Regions from separate parts of the Sus scrofa genome. Here region 1 is linked to region 2. The links are chromatin contacts, called in public HiChIP or PLAC-seq maps. All regions are on one chromosome and are shown on one strand. Each heading gives the region's core, a stretch centred on a gene start, on an enhancer-like site or on the middle of the called end of the contact. The rest is flanking DNA. Distances are from core to core; before and after follow the strand shown.

Region 1 (7,693 bases), core at 4,822-7,321, 130 kb before region 2:
TTTGTCTTTTTTTTTTTGTTGTTGTTGTTGTTGCTATTTCTTGGGCCACTCCTGCGGCATATGGAGGTTCCCAGGCTAGGGGTTGAATCGGAGCTGTAGCCACCGGCCTATGCCAGAGCCACAGCAACGTGGGATCCGAGCCGCGTCTGCAACCTACACCACAGCTCACGGCAACGCCGGATCGTTAACCCACTGAGCAAGGGCAGGGACCGAACCCGCAACCTCATGGTTCCTAGTCGGATTCGTTAACCACTGCGCCACGACGGGAACTCCATGCAGCTTTCTTTTGATTCCCGTTTGCATGGAATGTTTTCTTCCATCCTCTCACTTTCAGTTTGTATGTGTCCCTTGAAGTGAAGTGGGTCTCTTCAAGATAGCACATATATGGATCTTGTTTTTGTATCCATTTAGCCAGTCTATGTCTTTTGGTTGGGGCATTATTCCATTTACATTTAAGGTAATTATTGATATGTATGTTCTTATTGCCATTTTATTAACTGTTTTGGATTTGTTTTTGTTGCTCTTTTTTCTTCTCTTGTTCTTTCCTCTTGTGATTTTTTGACTATCTTTAGTGTTATGTTTTAGTTGATTTTTCTTGTTTGTTTGTGTATCAATTATAGATTTTTGGTTTGCAGATACCCTGAAGTTTTGATATAGGAGTATGTATGTATGTGTGTGTGTGTGTGTGTGTGTATGATTGTTTTAAGTTGTTGGTCTCTTATTTTCAAGTGCATCTCCAGTGTCTTGCATTTGTACTCTAGTCATGATTTCTGATTTTGGTAGCATATTCGTACGTGGGTGATTTTCTACCTTTACTATATATATGCCTTTACTGGTGAGCCTTGTCATTTGCGGTATTTTTGTTTCTGGTTGTGGCGTTTTCTTTTCTACCTAGAGAGGTTCCTTTAATATTTGTTGTAAAGCTGGTTTAGTATTGCCGAATTGTGTTAGCTTTTTCTTATCTGTGAAGCTTTTGTTTTCTCCATCAAATCTGAGTGAAAGCCTTGCTGGGTAAAGTAATCTTGGTTAGAGGTTTTTTCCTATCATCTCATTAAGTATATCATGCCACTCCCTTCTGGCCTGCAGAATTTCTGCTGAAAAATCTGCTGATAACCTTATCGGGATTCCCTTGTATGTTATTTGTTTCTTTTCCATAGCTGTTTTCAATATTTTCTCTTTGTCTTTAATTTTGGTCAGTTTTGATTAATGTGTGTCTTGGAGTGTTCCTTCTTGGGTTTATTTTATATGGTTTTTGTTGCGCTTCCTGGATTTGAGTGAGTGGTCCCTTTCCCATGTTAAGGAAGTTTTCAGCTATTGTCTCTTTTAATATTTTTTTTCTGTCCCTTACTCTCTCTCTTCTCCTTCTGGGACCCCTATCATATGGATGTTGGTGTGTTTAATGTTTGTCCCAGAGTTCTCTTAGACTGTCTTCATTTCTTTTCAATCTTTTTTCTCTTTTCTATTCCACATCAGTGATTTCCACTAGTCTGTCCTCCACCTTGCTTGTCTGTTCTCCTGCCTCCTGTATTCTGCTGTTGGTTGCTTCTAGAGAACTTTTTGTTTTTTTGCAGTTATCGTATTTTGAATCCCTGCTTGCTTAAATTTTAAATCTTGTGTTACTTTGCTTAGTGTTTCCTGTAAATTATCAATCTTTGCCTCCAGTTTGTTTCCAATGTCTTGCATCATCTTCAGCATCATCAGTCTAAAGTCTTTTTCCTGGAGGCTGATAATCTCCAGATCACTTTGCTGTTTTTCAGGGTTTTTTTCCTTGTTCCCTTATCTGAGTTATAATACTTTTCCTTTTCATTTTTTATAGGTTTTTGGTGTGGTCTCCTTTTTGTAGGCAATGCATTTGTAGCCTCTCTTACTTCTGATGTCTGCCCCCCTTGTGGCTGAAGTTTGTACAGGATCTTGCTCTAGGTTTCCTAATAGGAGGTAATGGTGCCTGTCCACTGGTAGGTGGGGATGATTCCTAGCCCTCTGGTGGGTGGGGCTTGTCTGCGGGTAAGATTAGAGGTTGTTGTGTGCCTGGGGGTCTTTAGGCATCCTGTTCACTGATGGGTGGGGCTGTGATCCCACCTGGATTATTTTTTAGCCTCAATGCTGATGGGTGGGGCCAGATTTTTCCCAAAATGGCCACCTCTGGAGGAACATACACTGACAAATATTCCTGTGAGCTTTGCCTCCAGTGTGTTTCCCACACAATGAGCCATGTCACCCCCTGTTTTTCCCAGGATATCCTCCAAGAACTGCAGTCAGGTCTGACACAGATTTCTTTGGAGCCTCTGCTTTGCCTTGGGACCCAGTGCACATGAACGCCTGTGTGTACCTTTCAAGAATGGGGTTTCCGTTTTCCCCAGTCCCATGGAATTTATGCACACAAGCCCCATTTGCCTTCAATGCCATATGCTTTTGGGGCTCTTTCTCCCAGTGCTAGCTCCCCAAGTGTGGGGACCTGATGTGGGGCTCAGAAATCCTGTAGGTGAGTCTCTGTGATAGTTACTTTCCAGGCTGTGGGGCCTCCCACCCAGGAAATATGGGGTTGCTGATATCATGTAATCGCCTCTCCTACCTGTTGATGTGGCCTCCTCTTCGTCTTCTGGAGTAGGATATCTTTTTGAAAGTCCATTTGGTTGAAGGTTGTTCAGCATTTAGTTGTAATTTTGTTGTTTTTATGAGAGAAAGTGAGCTCTAGTCCTTATATTCTGCCATCTAATCCTGTCTTCCTACATCCCTCTCACTGTTGAATGAATCTACCATTGCTTTTTATGCATATACCAGAATATATATCTTTTAAAAATACAAAAAGAGTTCCTTTTGTGGTGCAGAGGAAATGAATCCGACTGTTATCTATGAGGATGCATGTTCGATCCCTGGCCGTGCTCAGTGGGTTAAGGATCCAGCGTTGCTGTGAGCTGTGATGTAGGTTACATACGTGGCTTGGATATGGCATTGCTGTGGCTGTGGCATATGCCAGTGGCTACAGCTCCCATTTGACCCCTAGCCTGGAAAATTACATATGCCATGGATGTGGCGCTTGAAAGCAAAACCCAAAAAACAAACAAAAAAAAAAACCCCAAAACCAAGAGATGCTATATGTTCTGTTCCATCTTTATCAGTTAATATTATATCTTACTAATCTTACCAAGCCAAAAATACAGATCTATTTTCAGCTTATTGCATTCTTTTTAATGGCTATGTAGCATTTTAGTGTAAGATGAACTTAATTTATTTATCCAGTTTCTTACTGATACCACTTAGATATTATTAAGCTTTTAAAATTTTTCCCAGTCTGTTTGATGAAAAATATGTGTCCATTGCTTCAATTTGCATTATTAAATTAAGTGAAGTAGCCATATTTTCAAGTAACTTTTGGCTAAATTTATATCTATTTTTGTGAAATGTCTTTTCATATTCTCTGCCTATTGTCCTATTGAAGTGTTTTTATTTTTTTTCTTAATGATTTTTGTAAGCTCTATAAATCAAGCAAATTAGCCCTCTAATGGCTTACATTTTCCATGTTTTTTGTTAGCCTTTGTTTAGGATATATTTTCTGTACAATACAGTTTTGTAGTCAAATTAATCTAACTTCCCTGTGGATTTTATTTAAAGGGAGTTTTCTCTAGAGTGGGATTTGTTTTAAGTTTATTGAAGAGTGTGACCAAAACTTGTGTTGGAGAAGAACATTTTAAAAATGACGGTCTAGTGAGATTTAACATTTCATATGTATATTTCAAGCAGCCTTACTTTGAGTAGACATTAAATTTCAAAGCTCCAAAATCATTCAACAAAAACTTACTTTAAAGTTAATGTCCTTTTTGCACACATGCACTGCTAAACACAAAATTATGGAAAGTGGAGTTCCCGTCGTGGCTCAGTGGTTAACAAATCTGACTAGGAACCATGAGGTTGCGGGTTCGATCCCTGGCCTTACTCAGTGGGTTAAGGATCCGGCATTGCCGTGAGCTGTGGTGTAGGTTGCAGATGCGTCTCGGATCTGGTGTTGCTGTGGCTCTGGTATAGGCCAGCAGCTCCAGCTCCGATTGGACCCCTAGCCTGGGAACCTCCATATGCCTCAGCAGTGGCCCAAGAAATGGCAAAAAGACAAAAAAAAAAAAAAATTATGGAAAGTTATAGTATTGTGAACTATTTTAATTATTGTAATATAGTGATTTTTAGATTTTTTTATAATCATTGTTTAATGCATCTTCATAAAAGTACATATGTCAAAATACAGCTCTTTTTTAAAAATTAAAGTTAACACTCAGAAGAAATAGAACTTATTGATTAAATTTAATGGATGTTTCATATATAAGAAATAATTTATTTCTTTGTGGAAACTCATCCCTCTCTGTGTTTTCTCATAATGCATATAAAGATCTCTTAGCAGAGTAGGAAGGAAGTAGATTTTCTATTTAATGAAAACAATACAGTAGACATTTCCTGGATTGCATTTTGGTCAGATAGATCATTTAGTAGTTTTCCTTATTACTGTGGTAAAAATTCCTGTGAGGTCTTCAGAAACTATAAATGATTAATTTATTTGAGCCTTGACTTCACTGCATTTATTTTCTCTAGAAGCATGGTGATGTGAAATACACTGAATTACTGGTACTGGTAATTTTGCTGTTAATACTTGATCAAAACCCTTAGCTATAAATTATAAACATTAGTGTAGTTTCTTATAGCATCTGAGGTGGGTTGTCTGACCATTGATAATGCCGGTCATTCTGTAAAGTGGAACATCTAACCATACTAGACAAGTTCCTTCAGAATGCAAAAGCCCTACCTCCCACCCCTCTGCACATCCTTACCAGCACCTTAGCCAATTCTAGGACTTGGGGATGGGGTTTGGGTGGGAGAGAGATCAATTCCAGGGCTATGCCTATTTTTACTAGCGAAAATGTAAACCGTACATTTTAGAAATGTAAGTTATAAGGATTTGGATTAGATGTAAAACCAACTTGAGAGTGCACTGGGATAAGATTTATTATGGGCATCTGAGATAAAACTGCTACTACTTTATTTTGCTGATTTAATTACCAGCTGCATTCTATTTTTCAGACATTAAATTCCTTGAACATTCTTATTTAATTTTGTTTGAAAGTTTCTTGTTGATAAAAGATATGCTATACAGTACAAGAAACTCTACCCAATATTCTGTGATAATATGTATGGGAAAAGAATCTGAAAAAGAATGGATGTGTGTATATGTATAACTGAGTCAATGTGTTGTACATCAGAAATTATCACAACACTGTAAATCCACTAGACTTCATAAAACTTTAAAAAAATGGAAAAAGGATAATTTTGAAAATTTGAAAACAGCAATTTTGAAAACAGTATTCTCTTAAGGTGGGATAAATGCCATCTAACCAATGTGTTTGTAAAACAACTCTTGTACTATCACTTTTGTTTTCTTATTTAACAAAACTTGTTGAATGCCTACTTTGTGCCAAACCCTCTTATGCAAGTAGTTTTATAAATATTCATCTGGAAAGTAGAGAGCTGTGCTCTATTACATATGATAGGAGGATGCCATAGAAAATTTAGGATAAAGTAGGGATTTCATTTGATATTTGTTCCCAGGAAGATGAATAGTGAAGGAGTTCTTAGATTCGGTACAGTCATGACATGATGAGAATATTGGCTAATATGCTTTTCTTGCTGGTTGAGTCTCTGTAATTCTCAGTTCCCTCTTTTCAACTTGCATACTTCGTTAGGAGTATCTTTTATGACTTTCCAGATTAGATTATATCTGCTATATATAACTATTCTGTATTTTTGTTAATAGCCTTATCATACTTACAGTTTTAGAAAGTTTTATAGTTTTGCTTAATCTGCTTCCTCTTTGGTCTCTATTAGGCCATAAACTCCCTGAGGCTCCCTGAAATGTGCTGGGCACTTGTGTTTACTAATGAATTTTGACTTTTTAAAATCATTGCTTACCTGCTGGGTATTTTTAACCAAGTTGCTGCCTCATTCCCATGTCCCAAGGCCAGTCTTTATGGGGGACAATAGGTAATGGCCAGGATCCTGTGCAGTGGCGAGACCTTGAGACCTTGAGACATCATTCATGATGATTGTATGGGGAGTGTCCTGAAAGTGAAGGCCACAACATAGGCCAGTTATGACACCGCCTTTATTAGGGCAAAGCTCTCTGGTCCTTAACTTGGATCTTATCTGCCAGCCTCATTTTTGGTTAAAATCTTTATAATACAGTTTTATCTTGACTCTCAGCACCCACCCCCCAGATAAATTATTTGTAAGAAAAATAGATTTAGTCTTTGAAGTGGGTCATTTTGAATGTTCCATTTGGGAGTTTCATCTTTGAAACCATTTAAGATTTTAGGATGGGAGAGTTAACATTATTAGACTTTTTTTTTTTTTTTTTTAATGGCCACACCCATGGCATGTGGAAGTTCCTGGGCCAGGAACTGAATCCGAGCCACACCTGTGACCTAAGCCAGAGCTGTGGCAGTGCCAGATTCTTTAACCCACTGCCCTGGGTCAAGGATTGAACTTGTGCTTCTGCAGCCACCTGAGCTGCTACAATCAGTTTCTTTCTTTTCTTTTCTTTTTTCTTTTTGCTTTATTAGGACCACACCTGCAACATGTGGAGGTTCCCAGGCTAGGGGTCTAATCAGAGCTACAGCTGCCAGCTAGGTGTCTAATCAGAGCAACGCCAGATCTAAGCTGCATCTGCCACCTACACCACAGCTCGAGGCAATGCCAGATCTTTAACCCACTGAGCAAGGCCAGGGATTGACCCTGCAACCTCATGGTTCCTAGATGGATTAATTTCTACTGTGCCGTGATGGGAACTCCTGCAGTCAGATTCTTAACCCACTGTGCCAGAGCAGGAACTCCTCAACTTTTTAATTTAGGAAGATAATTTGATGTCAGTGCATGGGATGTATTAGAAATGACAGGCGCTAGATCATCACTCACTAATTCAGCCAGCATTTGAGGAACACCAAATGTGTCTGGCTTGTTACACAGTGGAAATTTAGAGATGGAAGACATAGTTCCTGCATTCTAGAACCTTGCAATCTATTAGGGGAGCCAGATAATCAAACTATGTCATAATTTCATCAGTGGTATGTTAAGAGAAGTAGTACAGTATGGAAGGAAAGACAGAAGAGAGACACCCACTTAGACTAGGAGTTTCAAGAAAGGTTTTTTAGAAGCAGTGATAAAGTCCTTTCTAAAAAGCAAATAGGTGTTAGTCAGAAAAGAGGACAGAGAAGATCTTTCCAGGCACAGGCAAGAGCACATGTATAAATACTAGTTAAGGGTTTCTTTTAATTATTGAGGTGAAAATTCATGAGTATATTTAAAAGGCAAAGTACATAGCACTTGTTGAGTAACTGGGCACTGATTGGTTTTAAGGTTTTGAACCTGCCTTGGTTATTGGGAAAGAGTGGTATAATTGCAAGAATAGTGGATGCGCTAAGAGGTGGAGGTAGGCAAGTGATACTCAGTTTTGGACCTGTGGGTTTTGAGGTACAGTGGGATTTCCATATGGGTGTATGAATGCACAGTTGCAACCTGATGTCAGAGTTTTGGGCTAGAGATTGAGATTTTGGATTCTCCATAAAAGTAACAGTGAAACCTTAGACACATGGGTAAGATGTCAGGAGAGACTGCAGAACAGAGAAGGAAACGAGGACTAGAGACAGAGGAAAATAAG
Region 2 (7,849 bases), core at 751-3,250:
CAGGCAGGTCCTTGAAGGATCCTGACTTAGAGAACAGGGGGAGAAGGGGTTAGAGCAGTAGTTGAAAAGGTTGGGGTCTGGGAAGGGATCTGGGAAGCAGAGGGAAGAGTTTTAAGGAGGTAGTCGGTAGCATCCACTTTGGCAAAGGGGCTGAGCACAGAAGCTGGAGATCTTTGAGAGAACCATGACGAGACAGTGGGGAGGAAGTGATTTTTCTTTTGATGAGGCAAACCTGACATGTTTCTACACTGAGTGTGATAATCCACAGGCAGGGAGAGAATGAAGATGGGGGTGGGGTGGGCATGTTGTAGACATATCTTTTAGGGCATCATCTCTCAACCCACTACAAGCCCCTGGAACTATGAAGCCCCCTTATTGGAAAAGATAGTCTTTGCAGATGTGATGAGAGGATCTTGAGTTCATCTAGATTATCCCATGCACACAAATCCAATGACAAGTGCCCTTTTAAGAGACAAAAGAGAAGACACCAAGAGAATAGGAGAAGGTCATGTGAAGAGAGAGGCAGAGATGGCAGTGATGCAGCTACAGCCAAAGAATGACTGGTGTCACCAGAGCTGGAAGAGGCAAGGGGTGCCCCCTAAAACTCCTGGAGGTAGCATGGCCCTGCCCCCAGCTTGATCTCAGACTTTTGACCTCCAGAACTATGAAAGAATACAGAACTGTTGTATTAAGCTACCACATTTGTGGTTATTTGTTATGTAGCCTACAAAACTAATACAGGGGGAGGGGGCTCTGAAGTGGTGGCAAGGGCATCTGGCCACAGTCCGGGGTCCTGAAACAGACCAGGGGCTGGATCTCAGGCATCTTAGTGTTCTGTGGCCAGCCTGGGGCCAGCATAGCTAGGTGTTCGGTGACTTAGTTCAGAAACTTTGGGCTCAAACCAAACAGGACTTCACTTCACAGAAATAATTTTCCTTTGTTTTCATTTTCTCTTTTTTCCACTCAATTTTAGAAAATCAAAGATTTCATAGTACTGATATCTTTCTCATCCACCTTCTACCTTTTCAGCTGTGACAATGGAGCCAGTGGGGTTGCCAGGGGTTTCTAGGGGAAACCTCACCTGGGAGCTTACACTTTGTGCTCATCCACACAGGCCAAGTGACATGGGGGCCTGTGATTGAGCTGGGTGGCAGGTGGCAAAAAGAGAGCTCTGGGAGGCCTAGAGACAGGCCTTCCACTTGTAACTGCTATGCATCTTAGCCTCTGACTTAGACCATCCCACAGTTCCTCCAAACTGCAGGAACAGAGAGGCCCCAGCAACCAGGGAGAGATGGCTGTCCCTTTAGTCAACTCCCCTCTGTTTTTTCTGTTTTTTGGTTTTTTTTTTTTGTCTTTTTGCCTTTTCTAGGGCCACTCCCGTGGCATATGGACGTTCCCAGGCTAGGGGTCTAATTGGAGCTACAGCTGCTGGCCTACACCACAGTCACAGCAGCACCAGATCCCAGCCTTGTCTGTGACCTGCACCACAGCTCACAGCAACACCGGATCCTTAACCCACTGAGCAAGGCCAGGGATCAACCCCACAACCTCCTGGTTCCTAGTCGGATTCATTAACCACTGAGCCATGACGGGAACTCCAACACCCCTCTATTTGAATGAGCCATTTATTCCCTGCCCAGCAAACTGACAGATATGGTGGAAAAGCCTTTCTGGGGAGAAGCTGGAAGAAGCTCATATAAAGAACCCAAAGACAGGAAAGACTGTGGCACAGACAGAGTTCAGTGCACATAGTGGATGTCCGGTAAACTCTTTTGTTTTTAGGTCTAGAAAAGAAACTTTACTCTTTTAAATTTAACCCATATGCCACCCTACTTCCCATTGCTTCGTTACAAAACTACCAAAGTAATTAAAAAAAAAATGTTTTTAAAGCATGCACTACTGAAGAGTTTCTGGCTGAGACCTTTGAATCTGTGCCCTTGAGGGCTCCAGGGCAGGCCTCCAGCAGGGTGGTGTAAGACTCACTGTCCTGACGCGGGTGGCAGTTGTTAGAACAGGGACTGTTTCATTTCATTTACTGAGTGAAGCATGCTGTCAGCAGGCAGCAATAGTCACAGGACAAGATGCAACCAAATCTGACCCTGATCCCTCCTGCCCTGATCACAAGCAAGCTCTTCCCTTTTCTGGGAGAAAGACAGGAAACAGACAAGGAGAGCCCCCTTGAAGAGGAATTATGTTGAAGTTGATCTAAAGAGATCTGAGCACTCAGCTGCCCTAAAACTGCCCCAAACACTATTGCTACAAAGCCAAATTCATTATCCAGAGGGGCTGTCTTGGATTCTACCCAAGAGATTTAGTTTTTGAAGAGCCTAAAAGATTCCTGGCCTATCTGTAGGATGAGTGTGAGAGCCAGATTCCAGAGGATTATATTGTCCGTGGATGCTGCAATACCCTGCTTGACAAGAATTTAACAGAAATAAATGATTGTTCAGCTGGAGCTGATGTATCTAAGAGGCAAACCTTTCTTAAACCCTACTAATGTGCAACCTCAGTCCACAACTGGATTCAATTACTGCGTGGAAAGAAAGGCATTTTCTCATAAAGCCGCTCTGTTTCCGTGCCTGGCTGTGAGCTGGGTCAGCCATGACAAAGACAAGCCTGTGCGTTGTTTTTGGTTGTTTTTCTTTTCAAGCTCTTCCACTGGTACTGCCAGGCCCCAAGCTGTTTGGATCAGTTATGTGGGGGCCAGTTTACTTGTTTTGGCTTTTAGCCTTTTTGTCCAGCGTTGATGATAGAAGAGCAAGCGGGTGTCTTATTGACCGGTAGAATTGACGGGCTATGCCGCAGGATTCAGAGGTTGCACCAAGCCCATGTACCCCTTAGGAGCTGCATTTATGGGGAAGGGGCGTGGGAGAGACTGTAGGGGACTTGAGGGGGTCTAGCATAAGTGGGTCTGGGTGTTCCTACTCCCAAATATTAGTAATAATACCTAACATATAGAGTGCTTTATACGTAGTAACCCACTTAATCCTCCCAACAATCCTCTGAAGTACTATCATTATCTGCATTTTACAGATGGGGAAATTGAGGCACAGAGAGGTTTTATAATTTGCCCAAGGTTACACCATTACTAAATGGCTCAGAGCCCAGGCTCTTGGTCACTATAATGTCAAAGAGGCTGTTGCAGAAATTTGAAACCATGATTGGTATTCGTTTAGCTACCTATTTGCAGTATTCTTTTTAAAATTTTTAAATTGTAGCTAATTTACAAGGTGTTAACTTCTGCTGCACAGTAAAGAGATTTGATTATGCATATATATTCTTGATCATATTCTTTTCCATTATGGTTTATCACAGGATAAACAGAATATAGTTCCCTGCGCTATACAGTAGGAGGACCCTGTTGTTTATCTATCCTATATATAATAGTTTGCTTCTGCTAATCCCAAACTCGCAATCCTCTCCCCCTTCCCCAATCTTGGCAACCACGAGTCTGTTCTATCTGTGAGTCTATTTCTGTTCTGTAGATAGGTTCATTTGTGTCATATTTTATATCCTATACATGTGATATCATATGGTATTTGTCTTTCTCTTTCTGACTTTGCTTCCTCTGACAATTTCTAGGTCCATCTGTGTTGCTGCAAATGGCATTATTTAATTCTTTTTTATGGCTGAGTAATATTCCACTGTATATATGTACATCTTCTTTATCCATTCCCCTATGGATGGACATGCAGGTTGTTTCTATTTCTTGGATACTGTAAAACATTTCTTATTTGCAGTATTCTTAATTATTATTTACCTTAATACACTTGAAAGACAATTTTGTATTGTTATACATATGTTTTAAATCATAGGACTGAGGAGACACATGTGGCCCAGTCTGACTTTGCGGCAGATAAGAAATGATTACCATTGAGAGCCATGGCTTTCATAAAATATATTGCACCTAAGGAGGTGAAGTCCAGCCCCCTCAGCTGTCTGATCCTCAGCTCAAGCTTCCTGTGTGAGCTTGGCCCTCTGATAGGAAAATCTGGGACATATGGCCTAGAATGAATATGAGTATAACCCAGCCTTCCTCCATCAGCTTAATTCATTACGACACTTACCATTTTGTTGCCTCCTGGCTCCAATGTCACCCTTCATTTTTTGCTTGTCAGTAATAAAGAAGCAGTTCTTTTTTTTTTTTTTTTTTTTTTTTTTTTGTGTGTGTGTGACTGTTAGTGTGGTACGTAAGTTTTGTCAGTAGAGGGCCCGGAAAGGACATTGTGAGAGGAAAGGGCTTCTTTTCCTGGTTCCAGTGGGCTTGCTTATCAGGCTCCTGCAGCACACAGAGCTTTCTCTGCAGGGCCAGGTGGCCAGCGCCAGTGGTGCCTTCCTCCAGGCAGCTTCCCTGGACACCTCCCTGTGAATGACTTTGGCTGGAACCCCCATAGAAGGCTTCATGGTAGAATGCCAAAAGTGGGCAAATGGCTTTCCTGGCACCCCATTGCATAGCTTTGCAGTGAATTCTGGAGCATGGTCTCCCAACTGATGGATGGCTTCCTCAGCACTCCAGAGAGCAGGTTCTGCAATGTTTCACCAGTATGGGCCCCTATGAAATTTTCCAACATCCAGAGAGCCGTGGCCATACCCTCTCCAATGTTGTCTATAGCTTAGGCCTGGGAGGAGGCAGCTTCTTCCTGAATGTTGTATTTCAGCCCTTGGAGTGATAACTGCCCCCCATTGTTTGCTTTTTCTCTTTTCTTCAGGGATCTCTTTACCTCTTATTAGCTAAACTCATGTCACTCCAATTGTCTTTTAATAATTTTTATAGTTAATTTTCCTTGTAGAAATTAGTGTATAATTTCTGTCTTCTAATACATTCCCTGTATTTTTTTAGCCTACCATTTAAAATTAAAATGTAGGAGTTCCAACTGTGGCAAAGTGGAGACAAATCTGATTAGTATCCATGAAGACTCGGGTTTGATTCCTGGCCTTGCTCAGTGGGTTAAGGATCTGGTATTTCCGTGAGCTGTGGTGTAGGTTGCAGATGCAGCTCAGATCCCGTGTTGATGTGGCTGAGGGGTAGGCTGGCTGCTGAAGCTCTGATTCGACCCTCTAGCCTGAGAACTTCCATAGGCCATGGGTACAGCCCTAAAAAGCAAAAAAATTAAAAAAAACTTTTAATTAAAAAAATAAAAAAATAAAATGTAGCCTCCTTTAAGAACCATAGAAGAAACAGAAACAACATAAAAACATTTGCACAACAAATTTACTAGTAAACACTAATGCTTAAATAATACATTTACTGATAAGTTAGAAGGCTCTGGATCCTCCTGCAATTCCTAACTCTCTATCTGCATGATTTTGACATAATTGTAACCCCTGTGCATAACTGACTCTGTGCTCTGTTTACCTGTTTGACATTAAACAGTTTGATGTAGTCCCCAGATCCACATGTAGCCATTATCCACACTGTTTTGCACGTAGCATCAGTCACGGTGATGTAAGATTCCATTTTTTCATATGCTAAAGTTTGTTTAGCTAGTTCCTGATTGTTGGAGACTTGGGTTGGTTCCGGCTTTTCTGGATTACAAAAAAAGCATAGCTTGAAGTATTCTTTGTGCAAGTTGCATCAACCTCATCTAATTTCCCCTCTTGTCTCTCCCTTTCTCACTTCTCGAACAGCTGGGCTTATACATTTTCCCACTAGTAGACAACGGGTTATAGGAAAAGGGATGAGAAAGGCAGGGGGGCTGTCTGCCCAAGAAGCAGGATGGAGCTTTTACTAAAGCAAAGGCTTCAAGAAGCAGCAGATTCTACAAAGGAAGTAACTCCTGCCAGGAACAGAACCAGTCTCAGTGGCTAGGGGCAATAGCTGGCTGGAGTGAGGGAATGAAGCATAGGGAAGAAAGTCATGCCTAAGACCAAGGCTGTCTTTTCTTGGGTCTCTCATACTCTAACTTGTGACTAATGCATTAGTCATACTGAGCACGTGAAAACTACACAATATATACTAGAAAAACATTGTAGTTCTCAAGAACAGCCTCAAAATCAGACAATGCTTGAAGTAATTGAGAGTGGGAAGCACAATGTGATTACTGCTCTCTGACATTTTAAACCACCAATAACTCAATTGTTTCCTGAATTCCCAGAGAGTCAGGGAACACGAAAAAACCTCCTTGTCATTCAACTAAATAAATGTTAACCTCATACTTACATTTTTTTCTCCCCTCCCCCCCAAAAAAAGCATTCCTGGTATGGTGCCCTAAAAGGAGCCTAAGCAAAGCACGCATCATATGGTTCATTTTTTTGTTCATACACAATGTTTATCTGAAGATTCTTTCACACTCATTCTTAAAGTAGTTTTGCTGCACATGCATTTTTCTCAGGTGTTTTCTCTTATCACTTTGAAGACACTAGTTTTCTGGTTTCTGGTCTGTATAAAAGGTGTTGGCTGATGACCTAATTGCTTCATTGCAGGTGATTTGCCTTTTTTCTGCTTCTTGCCTTTAGGAACTTCCTTTTTAAGTTTAGGATGCTGCAGTTTTATTACAATGTGTCAGAGTGTACTGGTTTTTGTTTGTTTTGTCTTTTTAGGGCGCCTGTGGCATATGGAAGTTCTAGGCTAGGGGTCGAATTGGAGCTGCACCTGCTGGCCTGACACAGCCACAGCAACATGGGATCGGAGCGGCGTCTGCAACTTACACCACAGCTCAGGGCAACGCTGGATCCTTAACCCACTAAGCAAAGCCAGGGCTTGAACCTGGGTCCTCATGGATACTAGTCTGGTTCGTTAATGCTGAGCCATGATGGGAACTCCTGAGTGTAGATTTTTAAAAAATGTATCCTGCCAGGTAAAAATGACACTTTCTGTATCTGTGTCTGTGTCATATCGCTCACCAGTACTGGACCTTCTTATTCATTATCCCTTTGAATATTGCCTTTTCACACATTCTCTCTAGTCTTTTCTGGGCCTCGTATGATCAGTATATTAAACCTCATTCTATCCTTAACCCCTCTTTCATGTTTTCTATCTTCCAATCTTTCTGTACTCTATTCTGAGTAATTTTTTCAGACACACTAGTTAACTGATTCTCTTTTCAACTGTCTTTCTGTTTAATCTAGCCATTGAATTCCTAATTTCAACAATGATATTTTTCATTTATAATCCTTTATTTGGCTCTTTTCCAAATCTGCCTGGTCATACGCCACAGTCTTATCACACACTTATGATTCTATCCTGGACTTCTTTAAATATTTCATATATAATATTTTAACCTTTGCATTTAATAATTCTAGTACCAAAATCCTGGAAGAATAAATGCATTGTTTGTTGTTTCTGCTTTCTCTTACCTATGGTGGATCGTTTTCTTGCTGTCTGATGATCTTTGATTCTGAGCTCACTTTTCTCCATCTGTGAGAATCCTGGGGGCCGCACTCAGAGTTGTTCACTCCCCTTTCTGACCCAGAGGTTCGATGTCATCCCCTTCAAGGGTCAAGGCTTAAAGGGGGAGACTTGGTTTGGTTTTTGTCCCTTGCAATGGGCCCAGGGCTTCGTTCTCAATTTCATCTTGCACATCCCACCTCCTGCCTGGATTGTAGTTCACTGCTTGTTTCTGTGGACTCTGGAATCTCTCTTTGCTATCTGTAAGCCCAGCAGCACACATTAAAAACCACATCGTATTTAGGGTCTCATTGAATTGTGGCAGGAGGATCTTCAGAGGATGGGTTCTGCTGTAATGCTGGGACTGGGTGTCATGTATTCATAATATTTAGAGCATTGGACATGGTAGAAAGATAGGCACATGCAGAAGGAGACCAAGCCTGCTTTTCAAAATGTTAAGATGAAATAAAGATATAAGAAATAATCAGAGAAAGTTTCAAAGATCTCTTCTCTGCCCTTCTT

The links. HiChIP or PLAC-seq counts read pairs in DNA pulled down with a chosen protein or histone mark.
Region 1: a contact with region 2 is called in an H3K27ac HiChIP or PLAC-seq map of alveolar macrophages. The contact joins two enhancer-like sites. A contact is called at or near these places in 7 of 47 Hi-C or Micro-C datasets (embryonic fibroblasts, fetal heart ventricle, fibroblasts and 2 more) and 2 of 2 datasets of contacts at active chromatin or transcription factors (alveolar macrophages and skeletal muscle).

Annotation. Positions count from the first base shown.
Region 1 is chr1:76,663,724-76,671,416 of Sscrofa11.1, reverse strand. The region is part of intron 2 of CDK19 (cyclin-dependent kinase 19); the gene reads left to right. Among named protein-coding and RNA genes, the nearest start is that of CDK19, 130 kb to the left of the region's middle. Within about 2 kb of position 6,071, at least 5 of the 83 cell types and tissues checked have an H3K27ac peak or open chromatin away from gene starts, as enhancers often do. A contact at or near this core is called in alveolar macrophages, where this site is marked.
Region 2 is chr1:76,529,397-76,537,245 of Sscrofa11.1, reverse strand. All of the region lies in intron 1 of LOC110260565 (a long non-coding RNA gene), which reads right to left. Among named protein-coding and RNA genes, the nearest start is that of SLC22A16, 65 kb to the right of the region's middle. Within about 2 kb of position 2,000, at least 17 of the 83 cell types and tissues checked have an H3K27ac peak or open chromatin away from gene starts, as enhancers often do. A contact at or near this core is called in alveolar macrophages, where this site is marked.